2 separate regions of the Zea mays genome follow, and region 2 is linked to region 1. Evidence: chromatin contacts called from public Hi-C data. All regions are on one chromosome and are shown on one strand. The core of a region is the stretch at or near the end of the contact, and the rest is flanking DNA. Distances in the headings are between cores, read along the strand shown. Region 1 holds the start of LOC103649825 (probable leucine-rich repeat receptor-like protein kinase At1g68400). Region 2 has its middle 11 kb from the start of LOC103649831.

Region 1 (4,092 bases), core at 321-2,820:
CGGGTCGGGCGAGGCGGAGATTGCCGGCTGGTGCCGGGGCGGAGTCCGAGCCCTGGGTCGGGCGAAGCGGAGTTCGTCGTCTTCTGGGGCCGAGCCCAAGTCCGAGCCCTGGGTCGGGCGAGGCGGAGATCGTCGTCTTCTGGGACTTAGCCCGAGTCCGAGCCCTGGGTCGGGCGGAGTTCGTCGTCTTCCGGGACTTAGCCCGAGTCCGAGCCCTGGGTCGGGGGGAGCGGAGTTCGTCGTCTTCCGGGACTTAGCCCGAGTCCGAGCCCTGGGTCGGGCGGAGCGGAGTTCGCCGTCTTCCGGGACTTAGCCCGAGTCCGAGCCCTGGGGTCGGGTGAGGCGGAGCTTCCTATGGAGCCTTCGGCCGGGCCTGACTGCCTGTCAGTCTCACTCTGTCAAGTGGCACCGCAGTCGGAGTGGCGCAGGCGGCGCTGTCCTTCTGTCAGGCCGGTCAGTGGAGCGGCGAAGTGACGACGGTCACTTCGGCTCTGTCGGCTGGGGGGCGCGCGTCAGGATAAGGGTGTCAGGCCACCTTTGCATTAAATGCCCCTGCGACTTGGTCGGTCGGTGCGGCGATTCGGTCAGGGTTGCTTCTTAGCGAAGGCAGGGCCTCGGGCGAGCCGGGAATTTGTTCGCCGCTGAAGGGGGGCCTCGGGCGAGACGGAAATCCTCCGGGGTCGGCTGCCCTTGTCCGAGGCTAGGCTCGGGCGAGGCGTGATCGTGTCCCTCGAATGGACTGATCCCTGACTTAATCGCACCCATCAGGCCTTTGCAGCTTTGTGCTGATGGGGTTACCAGCTGAGAATTAGGAGCCTTGAGGGTACCCCTAATTATGGTCCCCGACAGTACCCCTAATTATGGTCCTCGACAACTCTTATGATTCATCTAATGTGTTTTGAATAGTTTTAGTCCTTAAAACTAAATAGGTAGAGACAAAATTTTAGTCTCCTAACTAAACTTTAGTCCCTAGACTAAAAAACCAAACAGATCTGAAGTCTTTTAGCAAAGTGGGATTTTTGCTCAGTCTTGTTCTTTTTCTCTTATTAAATGAAGTCTCCTTATTTTTTTTCTATACTATTTATGTAAAACGCCGGCATTAAGAGGAACCTATTTTTATGGAAAGTATCTCGTCCCATATGTTGTGAGCCGGTGCGCTTAAAGTTTAGTCCGAGAGCAGTAGAGCATAGCGCTACCAACTTCTACCGCGCGCGGGAACGCAACTTCTTGGCGCCATAATGATCACCGGATTGCGCACGATCGTCTCCAGCACGCGGTCGGCTACCACGCATCCCGAGGCCACTGGAGTAGTAAAGTCCCACCGCGACAACGACGTGCCAGGACGCCGAACAACGGTAGTGTGGAGCCCAGGCGTCATCCGACCGCTCCCATCGCCTTGGTCCTGCGTCGCTCCTGCACTCCAGTCCTCTGCAAGCGGCTAGGTAGGGAAGCTCGCCGTTCGCCACCGCACCCATGTGGTGGGGCCACGATCGCAGCGGCTTCACTGTTCCCTGCTCCCGTGCTCAGTAGATAAAATAAAAGCAGTACAAAGACGGGAGGGCAAAAGGCTCCAGCGACAAGGGCAGCCACTGTCCGTGCGACGAGCACCAGACAGACAAGAACCAACCCACCGTGCCTCCGTCTCTCTCGCCGCTGTCCATTTCCTACTTGCACCGGAGCGAGCAGCGCGACCAGCGCGCGGGCGCGAGCCAACCGCGAGCCCCCAAGAAAACCACAAAAAGAAGCGAGCATGCCTCCCAACGGCAGCACTGCTCTGCTGCTCCTCCTGCCACCGCTGCTGCTGCTGCTGCTGCTGCGTTCCTTCGCCAATGCCGGCTCTCTGGATGCCGACGTCGCGGCTCTGTCGGATTTCAGGCTCGTCGCGGACCCGTCCGGCGCCGCGCTGGCGACCTGGAACGTGTCCGCGAACCCGGCGCCGTGCGCCGGGGCGTGGCGCGGTGTCACCTGCGCCGGCGGCCGCGTCACGAGGCTGGTGCTCGAGGGCCTCGGCCTCTCCGGCGCCGCCGCGCTGCCGGCGCTCGCGAGGCTGGACGGCCTCCGCGTGCTCAGCCTCAAGGGCAACGGTTTCTCGGGCGAAATCCCCGACCTCTCGCCGCTCGCGGGGCTCAAGCTGCTGTTCCTCGCGGGGAACGAGCTGTCCGGCGCGATTCCGCCGTCGCTGGGGGCGCTGTACCGCCTGTACCGGCTCGACCTGTCGTCCAACAAGCTGTCCGGCGCCGTGCCGCCCGAGCTCAGCCGGCTCGACAGGCTGCTCACCCTGAGGCTGGACTCCAACCGGCTCAGCGGCGGGGTTGACGCCATTGCGCTGCCGAGGCTGCAGGAGCTGAACGTCTCCAACAATCTCATGTCCGGGAGGATTCCGGCGGCGATGGCGTCGTTCCCGGCCGCGGCCTTCGGCGGGAACGTCGGCCTGTGCAGCGCGCCGCTCCCGCCCTGCAAGGACGAGGCGCCTCAGCCGAACGCGTCGGCGGCGGTGAACGCGTCTGCGGCAGGGGACTGCCCTCCGGCTTCTGCCATGGTGGCGTCCTCGCCTTCGGGTAAGCCAGCGGGCGCCGAGGCGGCGAGCGGCGTCAAGGGGAAGATGAGCCGCGCCGCCGTGGTGGCAATTGTGGCGGGGGACTTCGCCGTGGTGGGGCTCGTGGCCGGGCTCCTGTTCTGCTACTTCTGGCCGCGCCTCTCCGGCCGGCGAAGCGCCCGGCGACTCCAGCAGGGGGAGAAGATAGTGTACTCCTCGAGCCCCTACGGCGCCGCCGGGGTGGTCGCGGCGGCGGCCGGTGGCTCGACGTTCGAGCGAGGGAAGATGGTGTTCCTCGAGGACCTGAGCTGCAGCGACGGCCGCACGAGGCGGTTTGAGCTGGAGGAGCTGCTGCGCGCGTCCGCGGAGATGCTGGGGAAGGGCGGATGCGGCACGGCGTACAAGGCCGTGCTGGACGACGGCACCGTCGTGACCGTGAAGCGGCTGCGCGACGCCGCGACGCCGGCGGCCGCGTCCAAGAAGGACTTCGAGCACCACATGGCCGTGCTCGGCCGCCTCCGGCACCCCAACATCGTGCCCCTCAACGCCTACTACTACGCCCGCGACGAGAAGCTGCTGGTGTACGAGTACATGCCCAACGGCAGCCTCTTCTCCGTCCTCCACGGCAAGTCATCCGCTTAACATCTCCGTCGTGTCTTGATAAAGGAATCCCCTTGATAAATGCTGACTTCGAAGCGTTATTATGGTCAGGTAACCGGGGCCCCGGGCGCACGCCGCTGGAGTGGGCGGCGCGGCTTCGCATCGCAGCCGGCGCCGCGCGCGGGCTGGCCTACATCCACCACTCTGGGCGGCGGGGCAGCGGCACGCCGAAGCTGGCGCACGGCAACATCAAGAGCACCAACATCCTGCTGGACAGATTCGGCGTGGCGCGTCTCGCGGACTGCGGGCTGGCGCAGCTGGGGTCGTCCCCGGCCGCGGCGGCGGCTCGGTCGGCGGGGTACCGCGCGCCCGAGGCGCCCCCGCCGCCCAGGCCCTGGGCGTCGCACAGGGGCGACGTGTACGCGTTCGGCGTGGTGCTGCTGGAGCTCCTGACGGGGCGGTTCCCGGGCAGCGAGCTGCCGAACGGCGGCGTCGTGGTGGAGCTGCCCCGGTGGGTGCAGTCCGTGGTGCGGGAGGAGTGGACGTCGGAGGTGTTCGACCTGGAGCTGATGAAGGACAAGGGCATCGAGGAGGAGATGGTGGCGATGCTGCAGCTGGCGCTGAGCTGCACGGCCGCGGCGCCCGAGCAGCGGCCCAAGGTCGGGTACGTGGTGAAGATGGTCGACGAGGTCCGCGCGTGCGGGGAGACGGCGTCGCCGTCGCACGAGTCCATGGACGAGTCCTCCGGCGTCTCGGACTCGCCCGCCGTGTCGGAGGGCGGCGCGCTCAGCCAGTGAGGGCGCGGCCTGGCGCTGCTGGTCCTTCTTCGGAATTGCCTTGTGATGCGTGCCTATTTGTTTGGTTTAATCTGCTCTTGTTTTTTTTGGGGGTGGGCTGGATTAGCGAGGGCCGTTGGATCTGGTGATCGGCGTGTGCGTGTGTGTACATTGTTCACG
Region 2 (4,418 bases), core at 263-2,762, 350 kb before region 1:
TTTATCATTTTTATACGAGGACTTTAGTTATCTTCGTATAAAATGTTTATTAGTTTTTGTAACTTATTTGCATTTTTTGAGTGAAACTAGAATATTTTATGAATTTTTAATATTGTGATGTTGGTTACACAATATACTTGTGATTAGTAACTTTGAACTGCATGATGTCAATTTTATCGGTTTGGATCTATCATATACATGATTATGTATTGCTTAATTTATGTGTTTGTTGGATGGTTGGGCAATTAATATCATTGGGATGAACTACACGACAACTATCTGGTACCTACCCGAGTAGTATCTGTTATCTGTTTCTTACCCACCCGGATTATTACCCGGTTCCGTCCTGTATTTGTCCTGAATCTTAACTATCAGTATCTGATCCTATATCCGAGAGAAATACATTAGGGTAGGATACAGGATAACCCTATATCCGGTTGTATCTGTTCCGTTTTTATCCCTAGTCTCAATTGCTCTCTACTGGTAATCACAGCTGCTGACTGTAAGACTGTTGGTATACTATTTCGTGAGAGCTAGATGACACAGCAGTAACAGAAGCCGTTGTGAAACCCGGTAGCTGAATAAGCTGTGGCTCTGTTATTGTCTCCAGTGAATCATGCATATACTCACGTAGAATACTGTTTTAAATTATAGATTGTATAGTTCAATGAAGTAAAATTTAAAAAAACAAGATGGAATATAAGATAGGATGGGTAATCGAGACAGCCGAGTAGGTAATCTTCACCGTAGCTGAAAGTTCAACTCAGCTGCAGCGGCAGCGCTGTTATCCTTTGATCTGTTTGGTTCATGCCCTTAGCCAAATAGGAAATAGCTCCTGAATTTTATATTAGATTTTGTGTCAAAATCTCACACTATCAACGTAAGCTGATAATACGATCTGTACTGGATTCCAACGTCTCAGAATCCATGGAGATCCTGAACCACCGACGACTTTTCGCTGTTTGAAGGAGGAGACCGCATTTTGAACTTTGGACTGGGTTAGTTTGAGTTGAGCCGATAGAAATTCACGAAAGTTCACGAAAATATAGTCTCTCAACGTCTTACGAGTACTACAGAAATAATGAAATCTGGCTTCTTGAGTAGTAACATTTTTTATGTTTAATTAAACACATGAAAAAGTGAGAACATTTGTATGCGTACACAGCGACTGCGACGGCAGATTCCCAGATGCGTACCCCGATCCGATCTAGCTGAGAGAGTGAGAGCAACGAGAAAGCACTGCGAAACATTTGCTTGCCGAAGCCGCAAACTGCAACAGTGGCCCGGGTTGGGCAGGCTGCTGCTGGCATTGGACGCTGGGCAGGGAGAAGAGATTGTGCTGCGTGTGTGACACTGACTTGAGAAGGGTGTCGGCGACACGGCGTCGGTGGTGTGGATCCTGCTCCGGCCGAGGCAGACCGCCGGTCATGTTGGCCCTTGGCCCAGCCAGCGTCCGCATCACGGAGTCGCTTCGACGACCGCCGCTTTGACTAATCGATCCGCTCCTGCTCCTGCCTGCCAGCGGAGCAGGCGGACACGAGTGTCAGAGCGAGGAAAAGGACGCGCTAGCGTGTGTTGTCACCTGCACTGTCTCTTCTCCCTTTGCACTTTTTCTCAGCATCGCCTTCGCCTCCCTGTGGGCGGATCCGTCGGCCAACCAAACACAACTACACAAGGGAGGCCTAGAATTTAAAGTATGAGTATTTAAAATTTTAGTGAAGCATAATTTTTTATATAAATCCTAGTCTAGTTGTCTTAACACATATATAACTGATTATAGTATTACATAGAAGTGGTTTTATAGTATATAAAATATATAGCATATGTCGGAGAGGAAATCTCTCCGACCGGGTGGCGGATTGCACCCGCCATAAATCCTGAGAAAAGGAGGGGACTAAGCGTTTTGCTTGTTACGAGATTGATGGATGAACATACGAGAGCACGCGAGGGTTTAGAGTGGTTCGGGCCGCAGGAGCGTAATACCCTACTCTACAGTGTCTTGTATTGCTTGAGAGCTTGTATAAACTTGTGAGTGTCTAAGGGAGCCTAGGGTTGGATCTGTCCTGTGACGCTACATGCCTCCCCTTTTATAGCCGAAGGGGGCATGCACAAAGGTACTGAGCCCCGACATGTGGGCCCAGGGACATAGTGATTACAGTACTTGGAGACACAAACGTTTGCTACAGGTGCAATCTTCTAGTGCCCTGACACCCGAGATCTCCGTATCCTCGGTATGCAGGGGAGGCTTTTCGTAGAAGGGACGATGAGTATAGTGCGTTGCTCGGCATAGGCGTACTGTTTGTCAACAGACCGGTCAGGCGCGCCGCCTGCTGGATGACCCTGACATCGCCTGCCATCGGATTGGACAGGACGCATTAAATGCTGGGAGAGCACGTCGCCCGTTAGCGTGGTGGCAGGCGGCGCGTCCTTTCGGCAATAAATGCAGAGGCTGCACGGCTTTGTGGGCTTTGCGTCGGGCTTGGCCCGTTGGCTTATGTCGCAAGCCACGCGCCAATAGCGGGAAGCGTCGGGCTAGGCCAGGACACGTGCCAGCACCGGATCCCCCCTCATGCCAGGGTCCTTCCCGTCCCGGGACCTTGCTAATGCCCGGACCTCCCTTGGAGGGGGACTGGGGCCTCTCCAAGGGACCTGGCATGCCTTCTTGGGGGCTCTAGACTTGTACGTATAGGGGTCCGGTGTCCTTTTGTGGGGGTCCGGACCCAACGGTGAAGACTGGGATGCGCTACCTTTCCTGCCACGTGGTGCCCTTGGACCTGCCCGTGTGGTAGGGTTGGGCGTTATTCCCCACGTGGCCTTGAGGTGTTGTACGGATGCGGTGCTTTCATGCTGTAGGAGAAGGTACCCCTGATCAAGGGTACTGACAGTGGCCCCAGGCCCGCCTCAGGGGAGGATGCGAGCCTACAGGTGGGGCCAGAGTCTGATTGGCGATCTGTTTGCTGCTCTTGCGCTCCTGTTGGTGCAATTACTGTCGCCCCGCCTATGGCTACGCCAACTGTCACGCCCGTTCCCACGACTGACTGGCCCGTGACCTTTGTATTTAATATCACTGTTGAGCCATGCGCGGGGTGCCTCGAGTCGCTGCATCGGTTCTGAAAGCTTATCCTTTCAGTCTTTTACGACGGTTCCCGAGGGGGCGCGGCATTGGCGCAAGCGGCGGTGCGATTTTTCCGCACTCAGCAACCGGTGCGCCGGTTACATGACATGTGGGCCTGGGTCCACATGTTGAACCGCCGACTGGCGCGAAGCCAAGGGGGCGTACAACCACGGGGCGGTTGTTCGCTTTCTGCGTGGCGGTTTGCATTCTTGACCGCTGGTTTTGGCGAATATGGAGAGGCGCATAACCGCGGGACGGTTGCACGTTCCTTGTGTGGCGATTCATCTTCCCGACCGCTGGTTGCTTCGTAAATGAAGGGGCGTATAACCATGGGCGATTGCGCGCTCCTTGTGTGGTGGTTCGCCTTCTTCATGCTTCGGGCCAGCCTATATGACGCGTGGGGCCTGGCCCCCGTGTCATAGGGCGGGATTCTCGGTGCACACCGAGGGAGACTTTACCCATGATGCTTCGGGGCGCAAAGGGGAAACCTCCCTTTTAAAAAGGGGTCGACCTCTCGGGTAGTAGTCATGCCTTGGTCCCCTTACATCCTTTGCGTCCTTCCGCCTTCTGGGCCCCCAGATGGGGTGCGCCTGTGTCTTCTGGAGAGATTCGTGTCAGGACCGTCCCTTCCGGCGATCTTACCACCAAAGAGCTTCCGCTCGTGGTGGTGTCGGTGGTCTTGTTTTTTTTACTGCTATTAGGGGGGTGCAACCCCGTGGGGGTTGGCGCTCTTTGAAAGTCGCCTAGAGGGGGGGTGAATAGGGCGAAACTGAAATTTACAAAATTAATCACAACTACAAGTCGGGTTAGCGTTAGAAATAGTAATGAGTCCGAGAGAGAGGGCGCAAAACAAATCGTAAGCAAATAAAGAGTGTGACACGCGGATTTGTTTTACCGAGGTTCGGTTCTTGCAAACCTACTCCCCGTTGAGGAGGCCACAAAGGCCGGGTCTCTTTCAACCCTTACCCTCTCTCAAACGGTCCCTCGGACCGAGTAAGCTTCTCTTCTCAAATCAAAACCGGGAACAAAACTTTCCCCGCAAGGACCACCACACAATTGGTGTCTCTCGCCTTGGTTACAATGGAGTTTTGATCACAAGAACAAGTGAGAAAGAAAAGAAGCAATCCAAGCGTAAGAGCTCAAAAGAACACGACAAATCTCTCTCGCTAATCACTAAAGCCTTGTGTGGAATTGGAGAGGATTTGATCACTTGAGTGTGTCTAGAATTGAATGCCTAGCTCTTGTAAGTGGTTGAGAAGTGGAAAACTTGGATGACTTGAATGTGGGGGTGGTTGGGGGTATT

What was found. A called contact is a pair of places that touch in the nucleus more often than the background predicts.
Region 2: a Hi-C map of bundle sheath shows a contact between it and region 1, with 4 times the contacts expected there. The contact joins the enhancer-like site here to the promoter of LOC103649825 in region 1. A contact is called at or near these places in 5 of 25 Hi-C or Micro-C datasets (bundle sheath, ear, endosperm and 2 more).

The regions. Positions count from the first base shown.
Region 1 is chr3:21,619,351-21,623,442 of Zm-B73-REFERENCE-NAM-5.0, reverse strand. LOC103649825 (probable leucine-rich repeat receptor-like protein kinase At1g68400) reads left to right here and starts at 1,570. Exons shown (of 2, transcript XM_008675529.4): 1 at 1,570-3,161; 2 at 3,248-4,092. The coding sequence starts at 1,751. The coding sequence ends at 3,933.
Region 2 is chr3:21,967,380-21,971,797 of Zm-B73-REFERENCE-NAM-5.0, reverse strand. No RefSeq gene overlaps it. Among protein-coding and RNA genes, the nearest start is that of LOC103649831, 11 kb to the left of the region's middle. Within about 2 kb of position 1,512, at least 19 of the 20 cell types and tissues checked have an H3K27ac peak or open chromatin away from gene starts, as enhancers often do. A contact at or near this core is called in bundle sheath, ear, endosperm and 2 more, where this site is marked.